2 separate regions of the Drosophila melanogaster genome follow, and region 2 is linked to region 1. Evidence: chromatin contacts called from public Micro-C data. All regions are on one chromosome and are shown on one strand. Each heading gives the region's core, a stretch centred on a gene start, on an enhancer-like site or on the middle of the called end of the contact. The rest is flanking DNA. Distances are from core to core; before and after follow the strand shown.

Region 1 (6,952 bases), core at 3,997-6,496:
TTCACCTTATCAGCAGGGCTGGAAAGTCGTCACCTTGCTGGATAGTGGATAATAGTTGTTGACCCACGTTTACCCACGTTAAACTAGCATAAAATGACACCGCCCAACTCACAACCCATTTTTGTTTGCCACTCGAAGGTGAACTGCGATTTTAAGAGCCCTAGAGGCAGACACAGAACAGCACAGCTGGGCAGTAGCACTTAACCCTAATTCCTGCAACTCTGACACAGACAATGAACACATTAGCCAAAGTCCTGGCTGCCTAGTTGCTTAGCTGCCTAGCCACCAAGCTGCTTGACCAGTGCCTTTGTCAATGGTGAAATGAAAATGAGCAAAATGCATAATCGAAAAAAACCATTGAAGCGTAAATGCTTTGTAACAGGATTCAGGAATGGGCGAGTGCTCGAAGGGAGAGGACTCTTACGGCCAGGACAAAACGAACACAAACACGACTACGTAAACCTAAACCTTCGATCCGAGCCAAAATAAAAGCCGATCCAAGCCACGCCAAGGCAACCAAACGGAACGAAACGAAACAAAACCAAGCGAGTGGCGAAGGACGACAAAAAGAAGGAGGGCTCTGGTGGGGAATATCAGGGATGTTGGGGTCACTGCACAGTTACAACCACTCATCTACGTATCAACCCGCCGCACCATCCCCTGCAGCAAAGCATACATGTGTGTGACATCGATACCACAACTAATGAACGATGAACAGGACGTGGACAACTCTTAAACTGACAAATGACAATGGAATCGGGTCGCACTGGGCACAGAGCACTGGGCAACCTGGCTGGCAGTACGGATCGAACAAGTCAGTGGATGAGAGATGCGGCTGCTCAAATGACTTACTATGGCTGACCAGCTACAAACCCAATTGCATCCTAAACTTAACCCAATCACGAACTGCGGTCTCTGCAGCTGAACCCAATGTGGCGAACCCCGAAGGCAGATACTCTTGCTCCACTCCCATGGAATGAGTGTGGTATCTGGGGAAATAGGCAGTATCCACTTTGGCCAGCTTATCGATAAGGTTCTACCTGCACATGTTGCACCGTCTAGTTGGCGAGCCATTTGCTTTCAAAACGATGAACTCAAATACTTGATGCTTCACTTTTGGTTGGGATGCACAAGCATTTAAAAAGAGTACTAGATGGATGCATTTTCGAAGCGAAACCCGGAATTTCTGAAAAGTTTTGCGGCTGTGGGAAATTCCGTTGCGGCGACTGCATTGCATTCCCGAATGAATCATTCCACTCCCAGTGGGTGACTCATGTGGGGGGCGGGAAGAGCTGAACTGCGCCGCTGCCTTCTATCAGTCAGCAAGCAGCGAACTGACTAATTCAGTTGACTCCAGTGAAATTGGGGGGAGTTGTGCCAAAGAAGCATGGTGTGCAACTAAAGTTGGCCGTCGGTTCGCAGTTTCTACCCGACAATCAAATGGCCAACGACTCCCAGCCACCCTTCTCCACCCTCCTGTCATCCCCTTTGAAAGCCCCAGGCCTCTGTAAAAAGGGACTTTGAATGGGCTGTTTGGCAGCAACGATTGCGTGTTCCGTTTGCCAGGTTTGAGGGAGACACATCGTTGGCATCGAGTGTTTGGGGAGATTCTCGGGTATATTGCACATTGCAGTCCGCAAATCCCTCCCTGCTTTCTGGATGATTCAGACATGTCCTTATAAAAAAAGAGTGAAAAAGGGCAGAAAGAATACAAGCAGAAAGGAGATAGCTACAAAACGGGTGAGCAACTGGGGAGGGCAGGGTACAAAAAAACAGAAATTCTTTTAAAAAAAGTCCCTAGTTGGTAATGCATTACTACAACATTGGAGGAAACCACTACTTTGGAAATCCCGCTTAAAACACACAGAACTTTGCCGACAGTTTTTTTTTTACTGAAAATGTGGGTTATATTGCAACCAACTGCTAGCATTTTTCACAAAGAAAAATGATCCAATATTAAAGTTACACGAAGCAAAAGGTATTAAAACGCTTTAGCAGTAGTTGTCCCAAGCAGGGTGGGAATGGTGGGTGCAAGCGACATAAGTAATCAACGACCACCACAAAAATGACGTCGGCGATGCGTGCCCCTGATAACAACGAAGCTGAAGGGTGGACCTGTGGGTGAGTGGCTGACCAGGTCCAGGCTAGTCCTGCCATGAATTGCACGCAGCGACGGTCTAGCATGAATAGCCGAATTAAGGGTAAGATGGGTGGAGAGTGAATGAACGAATGGAGAGCAAAGCAAATTGCAGGCTGCATACAAAGCAAGACATGAAAGGAGTGCAATGCGCTATAAAGCAGCTTAACTGCTCCCCTGTCCGGGATTGGGCCGAACTCCTGGCTCCTGGGTCCTTGGAGGTGCTGCCCCTCGGTTCTTCTCTTTCAATTGGTCTGTCTCCACATGAATATGGATTTTATTAGGTTTTTGTTCCGCCACAGAAGACTGTTCGCTCTGCGTTGCCAAGGGAAAATTGCTCCGAGGTATTTAAGAGACAAGAAAGTAAAGCAAAATTGTTAAGGTCAGGCACGTCGGCGATTGTGGATCGGCCCCAAAGAACGAGAGCTGCCGCCTGGCAAAAATTGTTTGCAAATGATTTAAAAACACTTTAGCTAAAGCTAACAATATCCTAGTAACGCATGTCTTCCCTTTTGGTTTGTCGGTAGGTGTGTGCGTGCACGTATGCCAGTCGATGAATTGACCTGAACAAGAGGATTCGTGGTGAATGCAGGTCCAGCCCCAGACCAATTTGGGGATTATGCTCAGACAGAGCCGGATAGTTTTTAGCCGGACTTAAACCCCAACCGAAGGACGCATAACCCGGCCCCGCACTCCATTTCTACGATATTTGCCAGTCGCTGCGTGTAGAAAATCAAAATCAAAATGTCTGCACGCCCTGTTTGGTTTCGGTAACACCTCCGCTACTTTTATATGCAAATTGCTAGTCGAAGCCAGCTGCTGCTATCCTCTAGCCTCAAGTTTTCGGTTTTCGGCTTTCAGTTGGCCAGTAGCCAGCGACAAGCAAACGGTTCAATTAAGCCAATACTTGCGCACACTCGCAAGTAATTTGGCAGCCCTATCACCCATCCCCATCCCATCCCCATCCCATACCCATCCCCAATCTCCAATCCCCAATCCCCAATCCCCAATCCCCAACCCTTTCCCGCCTTCAAGCCCTCGAGCCTTTAGTGCCGCTGCTAAGCGATGGCACATTTTTCGTAGCATACTTTGCGCGGCTGCTTAGCCGACGGCCACCACATCCCACAGAAACCCGCTCAAGTGCTTGTGTGCTTGTGTATCTGGCTCTCTGTGTGTGTGCGAGAGTGTGGGTGCCTGTGTGTGTGGGTTGCGGTTGCGATTGGTATTGCTGTTGCACGCAGAAAGTATAGAGCCACACTGCTATTTTGTGAGCCGTACTCAAGTTATACATAAGTTGGGTGTTGTGTCAGTAAGCCAGATGAGGCAGTAGCGCAACAACACAAGTCCCTAATTGCTGGAGACCTACTTGTCTTCCCCGGACACCGAATTAATATTGTTTTGACTTCTATCAGCTTCAATGCGTGGCTAACATCGAGCGTCGAGTTGTCTGTTTAAATCAATTTGTCATCCCGATTAAAGCCCTAACGAAACAATGTTTTAGTGTGCAGTTTTGCCCAGTTTCCCAGTGTTCTCTGTCAGTTTCATTTTCGGTTTGTGTTTCTGTTCTGAGTTTCGGCTCTTTCGACTTACTCCTTCGTTCCATCGAGTATTGTATCGAAAGTGGAGTGAAATGGTCTGGTGTGCTGTGGTGTGTTGTGGTGTGCTGTAGTGTGGTGTGTTGTTATGTCGTGTGGTGTGGTGTAGTGTGGTGTGGTGGGGATTCGGTGACTCACCTGAACCTGAGCAGTGCCAATGGCCAGGACGACCCAGAGGCTCCTCAGCAACAAATTACGACGCAGCGCGGCGCACATTGTTCGCACTCTTTTCTGCTTCTTTGCTCCTCGTCTGGTTGGCTCCTGGTCCTATCTCCTGGCTGGGAATCTCCGAGTTTGGTCTGAACTTAGCTGCTTCTGCGGCTGGACTGACGTGCTTCCAGTTCTGGTTAATTGTATTTGCTTTGTTGGCTATTCGTTTAACACTTTGCTGCACAGGCGGACGACGGTAGCAGCAGCAAGAAATCGAAAACACAAAAAAATTTCATTAGCAAGCGATTCGGAATTGTGGCCTTTCGTTTCAGCCTTTAACTTTCTGGGTTCTGGGTTATGATTTCTGTTTTCTGATTTCTGCGCTCTAAGGTTCGTACTCCGATTTCGTTCGATTTGCGGTGCCCAAGTTAGCTGCCCACAGCGCAGCGCTTTTCCTTTCGCCGATGCCCAGAAACCTATGCACGGAAAATGTCAACTCGGAAAACTCTGTGCGTGTGGCTTGTATGTGAGTGGCCGTAGTATTCGATTGTGGAACGTAGTAGGAGAGAGTCCGTGATGGGCGGGGGCGGATAAGGGAATTGAAGGAAAAGGAAGAAAAGAAAAATAAGGCAAAGCTACGAGAGTACTCGCTGCTATCTGTCCTGTCATACCCACTCGCTGGTTCTCGGGGTCCTGAGATTGTACTTCCCCGAAACGGAAAATATGAGTGGCACTATGGCCGCCGTTCTGCGCCTGGAAAAGTTGTCAGCTGCAGTCGTCGGGTTCCACGTCCCATGTCACTTGTCCATGTCTCCTGTCTCCTGTCTTGGCAGTTCCCACGCAAATCCACCCACTCGCTAACCCCTTCCCGCACTCTTGGAACGTATCCGTCGGGCTTCTGCGCACTTTCCCAACCCCTTTCTCACTGATTCTGCGCAGGTGCGCTGCTTATTGTCCCCCAGCTAAGTTGGCATCACAAATCCACTATTGGCATCGGCTTCGCTTTTTCTTTCCGAACTTGTATCACTTTGTTTTGGATGTTTCTCTATGGTTTTTGTTGTTGGGTTTCTTTTTTAGCACTATTTAGCACTTGAACAGCAAAAAAAAGTATTGAGCTTGTTTTGGTTAAATTTGACGGTCTCTCAATGTGTGTCTCTGGTTTTGTGCTTGTGGCTCCTCGGCCACCACCTCTCCGCCCGAGCGGGAGAACGACAAGAGCCACTGGCCAGCAGCCCCTGGCCTTCCCAAGCTGTCGGGGAGTGGTCAGATGGGGTGGCCCGAAGAAGCCCCTAAAGCGCTGAGTTTTTGGAGCCCTGGCTGTACGCTATACCTGGCGCTGCGAACGCTCACAAACGACTGCGAGTGGTCTCGTTGCCTGCAATCCTGCGAGTCCACGTCCGAAAGTGCGAACTGCGAAAGTCGAACTCGGGCGCAGAATGCAGAGCGCGTGCCCGGGATCGATATTAAGGGCGAATCGAGCAACTGGCCTTCCGCTTTCCGCGGGGGTGACAATGTTTTTGGCTGTCCGGGCTGCACTATGGTACCAGTGCTTCCAGTGGTAGTGGTATTAGCGGAACAAGCAGGACAGAAGTGACTAGGGAGAACTGGTTCCGCGGGCGAACCAAGAGTGTCTGGCGGAGTGCTTGTTAGTTAGTTTACATGCACACCGCTAGGTGGAAACTCCCAAGGGAATTTCGCACAGGTCACCGTCTTCAAAAGGCTGTCCTATGCACGAGTTTTTATAAACCACTAAACTTAATTCAAATTTGTTTTCCTCGATGGATTCAAGAGTTTATATACTTTTTCTAATGGTGAAGCCAATCTGCACTAGATGGCGTCGATATGTAAGATGTAAGATGTAAGATGTAAGATGTAAGATATGACCAAATCCAAGTTTCCCACCACCAACCACCCAATTTCCTATCCACATCACTTATTGCTTGGCCCTTAGCCAAGTTGCAAACCACTTTCGACATTATTTAACATGTTCATTTTTTCCTTCCCAGCGACTGGCAACTCTGTGCCGCACAGCTGATCTTCTTACCGGCTACAAATTAGATTTCTTACATTTGTTTATTTACGCCGCCTCCTACTTGCTAGGCCTCAGGAAAGCATAAACCTAGGAACGGAGCCTGGTACAGACACGGAGCTATACACCTACAACAACGCACATTTCACCTAGTTGCGCAACGCACTTAGCCGGCTGGCGTGGCAGTGCACGGTAAGCTGAAACGTACGTGGCAATGAATATGAAATCGAGCTTGCAGGAACATTGAACCAACGAGCGTGTAGCACTAGACCCTAATTCCAATACCAACTCCTTATTTCACCAAGATGACGGCCACGTTGCGTTACCGCGGCGACAAAAGCAATCTCTTGGAGTTCGCCAAGAACTTGGACGCGTTCAAAAAAGTGCCAGAGAAGTACACGGAGACCTCGGAAATCGGAGGCACCCGTAAGCCTTGCAGAGCACTTCAAACTACCAGGTTAATCCCATTCTATCCACTTCACAGTATCCCTGTTGAGCCGCCTGTTGATCGTTTACCTGGTTTACACGGAGCTGCACTACTACTGGCACGAGACGGACATTGTGTACCAGTTCGAGCCGGACATCGCTCTGGACGAGCAGGTGCAGATGCACGTCGACATCACGGTGGCCATGCCCTGCGCCTCGCTGTCCGGCGTAGATCTCATGGACGAGACGCAGCAGGACGTGTTCGCCTATGGGACTCTGCAGCGGGAGGGTGTCTGGTGGGAGATGTCCGAACACGACCGGCTGCAGTTCCAGGCCATACAGATTCAAAACCACTACCTGCGCGAGGAGTTTCACTCGGTGGCCGATGTACTGTTCAAGGACATAATGCGGGATAACCATCCTGCGCGGGAGAGTGCCTCGAAGGCGCCTGCTGCCCCGCCGCCAGGAGCGTTGCCACTGTCTGTCGACCTGCATGGCCGGCACAACGTTCAGCCAGAAAGCAAATTCGATGCGTGTCGTCTGCACGGAACGCTGGGCATCAACAAAGTGGCCGGTGTGCTCCACCTCGTGGGCGGAGCTCAGCCCGTTGTGGGA
Region 2 (6,488 bases), core at 2,857-5,356, 1.9 Mb before region 1:
AGGAGAATTATTGCAGCAATTCTGTCACTTTTCATACGTATTTTCAAATGTTTTTTTTTTCATAACATGTAGCAGCATTTTCAGCTTTGGTAGTCTGCAATTTCTAGAAAAAAAGGCGACAAAGAGTCCATTGTGTGAGGAATTGGCCATCTATATTTGACCAATACGCCATAAAATCCATTGTGCGTCGTATAGGTCAACCACTGGCCATCGGTGGTCATCGATGGTCATCACCTCGCTTCCTCCCCGATCCGCCCATTTTTTATGTGCGCCCAAACATCTTTATTTGCGATGCTCGGCTTGCTTTCTTCGTGTCCTATCTCTTTTTTTAAGTGGACTGTTAAAGCGCAGAATGCCTCTCCATTTCGCAGGACACACCCAGCAATTAGCCAAAGGATGGGCCCGATCCGCACTTTCTTTTGCTCGAGAGTGCAGAAACTGTCGCACATAAATTTTAATTAACTTTGTTTTTAATTGTTGCAAATTTATGTTCGAGGGCTGGGAGACCTACTTCTTGGGTTTGCTCCTGCGAGTCCTTGCTGATTTTTGCTGTGGGCAAATGACAATCGAACAAACCGAAAAGGGATCGGCAGTCGGATCCTTTTTTTCGGATCCCTGCAATATGTGCTCTAAATTATTTGCAATAATTTCAGCCCCGGCCTCTGATTTTTTGCCCACTTCGCATCCTTTCCCTGGCGTTCCTTTGTTGCAATTTACTTTCTGCTCCTTGGATGCAGCAGACATCTCCCGTTGCGTATCTGTATCTGTATCTGTGTATCAGGATCTCCGTCCGTGCTCGCGCTTGTATTTTTATATGTATCTGTATCTGTATCTGTATCTGCTCTTCATTATGGCATCCATTGTCTTGCGCTGTCTGCCTCAGACGCATCCTTTGGGTGTCCTTTCGTGTGTTCCAGTTTGCGCTGCCTCTTCTTTATTTTTTCAGGGTCACAATTCGAGTCTCAGTCGTCGTCCTTAGGAGAGCATCCCCCACCCCAAATGGCCAGGATCCGTTTGCGAAACTGTCTCGTATTTGACAGTTGACAGTTGGTCGACTTTTGAGTTGGAAAGTTATGAGCATAAACATGATATTTGCCAGGGGCCCGTGTTGCTATTGCCATTTGGCAATTTATCCTTTATATAGTGCCAGTCATTTTTAGTCCCCTGCCGCCAGCGAAAATGCCAGCGTAAAAGTTATGAAATCAATTAATCATTTCAGCTCATTTATGATTTAATGGCTTCACTTTTTTGTGGTTTCCGCTTAGAGTCGTAAAGCATGAAATCCCCACAACCTTTTCGCAGCGCGTTAATGAAGTCGCAAACTGGCACTTTCCTACTTTCCTACATTCCTACCGCCCAATGCATCGCATGGCAATATGCGAACTTTCCCCTTTCGCAAACACTTTCCCTCCATTATGCAAAACGCAAACAAAGCCGCGCGACAAGCATTTGATACACTTTGGGCACTTTGAATGCCATTTCAGGCGGCGCGCAGCAAATCAAATATCGATAAATTTCGCAAACAATACAAACACGGGCGCATTAATCAAATGCGGCAACAATAAAGCAGCCCTATCTGTTGGATCCAGCCAAAGTGGCCGATCTGCATGTAAGCACATATGCAAAGGCGTTCGAAGGGGAGGGTAATAGCGATCGAGCCTGCCAGAGACGTTCGAGTAGCTAATTCACACATTCAAGGGGTAAGTAAGCCTTGTCGCTCGCACTTAGCACTTGGAATGCACACACAATTGTCCAAGTAAACACGACTAACTTACAACATATGAGCTTAAAACATATATCGCAATCAATGGGCTGTTAACGTCAAGTCCTAATCTTAGGAGGTGCTACCTAGTTACTCTTCACATCTTAATGGTAAACGGGGTGAGCACGCATCTCTAGCGGATTCGCGAGTTCGCATTCGAGCATGCAAATCCCTCTGGAACCGCGGCGCAGGACCTCAGGAGCGCAGGACCTCGGGACGACGGCTGAGTGAGAGTGAAAGTCAAGTGGCTCTTGGCGACGCGCTCTCGCTCGAGCACGCGTGCAGGGGAAAGGGACGGGAGATGCAGCCCGGGCGGAGCGGTAAAAAATGCATGGGCAATTTGCATACAGCGATCGGGACTGGATCGTGACTTCGGGCTGTCCTTGAGGCAGGGTCCTTGGGCTCGTTAATTAAGCGTAAAATCGTCGCACACGAAATGCCGAAAATTCAAATTGAATTTGAGAGGTTTTCGTGTGGTTCTTTATCCATTTGTGTTTCGTTGTGTCCCAAAAAAACCGCAGAAAATGCGAGGATTATGGTAATTTTGTGTGGAAATTGCCGGTGAAGACTAGCCGGGATACGCCTTGTTAGGCAGGATGCTCGTTAAATCATATTAATCAACATGCCGGAATCCTTTCTTAGCGCTGGAAACTCTCTCAAAAACCCATTTAATCCTTTTGTGCGGCTGTGTAAACAGCAATAACTCAGCGCCACAAAGAGAATCGAAGGACTCGGGGACATAACGAGGGCAAATCGAAGGGAAAAGAGGTAAAAAGTAAGCAAAAGCAGGAGCGCATTTCGCAAAGTAAACGTTGAAAAAGAGTTGAAAAGTTGAGAAATTCGCCATTTCAGTGGATGGAACGGGGTAATCGATTAACTACCCCAGCACCCTTTTTGTGTCCCTATCCAGGATGAAAGCCGATCGGAAGATAGTCACATGAAAACATATGAAACAAAACGACTTTCACCACAAAAAAGCCGAAAAGGATAACGTGCGAAATATACGATCCCCGTTAGCGAAAATCTTTCAGCAATCGATCGCAAATAAAGATATCTCCAGGGGACCAGAACCCATTCAAAGATGCCTTTACATGCTGAACTAGATCAGAACGTCAGATAGCAAGCCACGTCGGTCACGGACACTTTGAGTGATCCAAGTCCAGGAGATGACGAGCGCCGATCACTTGAACGTCACTTAGGATCGCTGGTCGATGATCACTTGAAGATCACTCAGGGATCTCGATGATCACTTCATCTACAGCTGGTCAAGAGCCACATATGGGGGCAGTTATCTTTGATCTTGTCATCGGAAATATAATCTACTTATTGGTTCCATATTTCATATTCATATGGAGGACAGCGGCTGTGCTTTAAAATATAGATCACTACAAAGGTTATGGGAACCATTTCCTTTTACATTTACATTTCAAAGTTAAATCCATACAAGTTGTGAATTTGCATTGCATGAGGCCCATCTATTTGTAGAAAGAACACTTATTAAAAAGTTGATAATTTGATAATGCATACTGTGTACAAACTTTTCCCCTGTTGGGTGAGCAACTGACGCTTTGCACAGGACTTTTCCCAGAGTTTGTAACGTTTTTCTAATGCTTCCTTCCGGAAGTGGCAAACATTTTCAATTAAAGCCGCCGAGTATATAAATTGCATTTGCGGCCGCTAAAGAGCCGCAATTAATACTGATACCGCGCTACGACAAGTGGCTAAAATGACGAGGAGCTGTCGGCCAGGAAGTTGGACTTGGCATCGGCTAATTAGCCGGCCAACCTGACTTCCCTTCTCCCTTTTCCGTTCACTATTTTCCAGCCTGTTGCTGCTCTAAATGTCCATTCAAATGAGGGGGAGACAAGGGCGAAAGGAAGCAGACTTCCTTGAGGGGAATGAAAGCAAATTTAATAACCAAGCGCTGGCCGATAGACATCTAGATGTCATTTTCGTGTGGTGGTGCTGTGGATGAGTGCCTGGATTGGAGTGGGTGATTCTCGGCCGGTACTGCGAACTGTGGGAAAGGACGAATACCTCCAATACCTCCATCAAAATATCAGATCTCGTTGGCATAGAGATCATACTTTCATATTCTAAGCTAAGCTGCTGATATCCTCGAGCTTGTTGCTCAAGTTCCTCGAGATCCAAAGACAATTTGCTACCACACACATCCGTTGGCCAAAGAGAGTCTTTTCATCCAAGGAGAGAACGCCGGAGAGAGCGAGTGTCCTTCTGCCCGCCGGGGTGCCTCTTGCGCAACAACCCCTAGCCCCGTAACCCCTAGCCATTAACCCCTGAGCGCCGAGCGGGTATAAAACGCAGCCCGCTCCCCGTACCGCTTCAGTTTGTCAGCGAGAGCGGTCGAGAGCAGAAGACTAGCAGAGTCTAGAAGTACATCTTTTTTTTTTGTGCACCAGGAGCAGCAGAAACAGAACCACACACAACATGCTGAAGTGGACGGCATCGGCGCAGCGCCTGAACGAGATTCCCGTGCACGATCAGGATGCCAACCAGCCGCAGAGGAGGAGGCTGCAGAGGAGGCAGCGCCGTCAGCGGAGGGCCACCATTGCCAACAAGGAGAACGTGCCTGACACCGTGGGCTACACCTCCACGCCAGTGCCCATTACCCGGCTGCGCAACAGTCCCCTGGTCCTGGCGCCGCTGAGCGATATCCGGAATGTCACCCCGGAGGCGGTGGTGCGCAGTCAGGCGCCCCAAAGGGTACAGAGTGTGCGATACGCCACCACATTGCCACGTTTTGCCGAGGACTACTCGCCCAACGGACTGCCCAGTGGTCAGCACTTGGCGCTGAGGGGCCTGGCTCCGTTGGATCCCTTTCTGGGCCAGCCGCGCTATATTGTAGGCTCGGGTGCAGGAGTTAACAAACTCAAGCAGCGTAGACTGGACGAGGACTTTGTGGCCACCTTGGAGCCGGAGTTGCAGGAGACGGCAGTGCCAGAGCCACCCACCCCCAAGGTGGAAGTGCGTCCAAGCACACCGCAGCCCGCCTCCACGCAGATGGGTGATCAGACCTTGGATCGCCTAATCGATGCCATCTTGGATTCCGCCTGCAAGGCGAACGCCAGCAGCAAGAAGAAGCCGAGAAGGTCCACCTTCAATCTGCGCAGACGCACCTTGGTCAAGCAGCAAATGGAGTCGAACTGCCCCCAGGAGGTGCTGTCGCCATCCTACGCACCTGGAGACGATCCGGCCTCGGATCTGAGCTTTGGCCTGGTTCCCCTGCCCATGCACAACCTGATGCCCACTCCGGAACCGGCATCGCCCCTGGCCAAGATTCCTCACAACTTGCTTGTCCAACTGGCCACTCCAGTGGCCCCCAAGTCTGCCCCCTGCGACAACACCTTCTGCCTGGAGACTCCAGTCAAGGCCCTGAAGAGGACCCGCAAGGAGATCGTCGCCAAGGAGTCCCCCATTAAGCGCTACAAGGTCGACGAGCGCAATTACTTCGAGGTGGGATTGGCCCTGCCCTCGTCTATATATGTCTGAGCAGAGGTAATTTCAAACAGATCCTCGGAAAGCCACAAAAATGAGAAGAGAAACTAAATGCGAGATGGAGATGAAGATGGAGACGAGAAAGCGAGCAACGCTGACAAACGGGGGGAAAACGCTTAACTATGACGCTTAACTAGTTCCTAAGTCGTAAACTAATCATCTTTCAATTACTGTACATAATTTCTTAGGCCACCTTAATCACTATTTATTCCAATTACTAATATAACCATTTTTTTTTTTGCTGCTGTTATGTAGTTTTCGAATATACCTTTTTTTTCATTATTTAATTTTAAACAAATATGAATATTTATTGCTACTTTAAGTTACCCAAATAATTATTTTTTCAAAATAAAAGCATTAAATCAAAAACAATGGAGTACACTTTTCTTTTCTTTTGAAACGGGGAAAACTTTATATATCAGCTTATCATCATTAATGTCGCTTTTTTGAGTAACTTTGGCTACTTCCATGCGTACTGCCCAATATAGGGATATGGGATTGTATTGATTTCAAAATGGTGATATTTGAAAAAGACTAGACTATCTTCATAGTCTAGAAATGTTTTCTCATGTATCCATTGGAATCTACTCTTTAAATGTTAGGTTTATAGTTGGTTTCTGAACTATTTTCGAGATACGAACAAATATCATTTTTGTTGTGCCATAGCATCGCATCGAGTTTTCTGATGAATGCGAAACATCTGCGGTGACCTTCGTCACCTACGCAATATCCCAGCTCGTGCCGATTGCATTTTGACCTGCCGATACGTACAACATATATTTACACAGTTGCTTGACCAAGCGATTTGCTTTGCTTTTCCAGGCGACCAAAACAAACAACGGCGATGCAGGTTGGGAACTGGGAATAATTGAATGCCTGACAGGTACAATGGCACGCCCCGGGATCTACAATCAAGAAGAAAAGAAGAAGTCAGAGGCAGCCAACAGCTGGTCCACTCCTTGTTTCCGAGGACTCAGGACTCTGCGTCCGCTGTGCTGCTCAATTGGCTATTTTCCCATCGAACTATATGACGATATGTTATTAAATATTCATTGTGACCGCTTTTAAAGAGAACACATTTTGCGGACACTCGCTTATCATAATTTAAATCCATTTCAAAATCATATTTTACAGCAAATGAACTTTTTAAAGTCATCGAAACGAAATCAACCCCCGATTTTCGCTTTTGTCTGCGAGCTTTAGAGCTTAG

The links. A called contact is a pair of places that touch in the nucleus more often than the background predicts.
Region 2: a Micro-C map of pre-blastoderm embryo shows a contact between it and region 1, with 2.4 times the contacts expected there. The contact joins the promoter of CG12496 here to the promoter of Appl in region 1.

Annotation. Positions count from the first base shown.
Region 1 is chrX:528,795-535,746 of dm6, reverse strand. It overlaps Appl (beta amyloid protein precursor-like), which reads right to left and starts at 5,246. Exons shown (of 12, transcript NM_001258522.2): 1 at 5,213-5,246; 2 at 3,871-4,120. The coding sequence starts at 3,948. CG4293 reads left to right here and starts at 5,456. Exons shown (of 5, transcript NM_001038727.1): 1 at 5,456-5,733; 2 at 5,889-6,115; 3 at 6,217-6,337; 4 at 6,396-6,952. The coding sequence starts at 6,217.
Region 2 is chrX:2,408,519-2,415,006 of dm6, reverse strand. It overlaps CG12496, which reads left to right and starts at 4,106. Exons shown (of 1, transcript NM_130647.3): 1 at 4,106-5,642. The coding sequence starts at 4,211. The coding sequence ends at 5,272.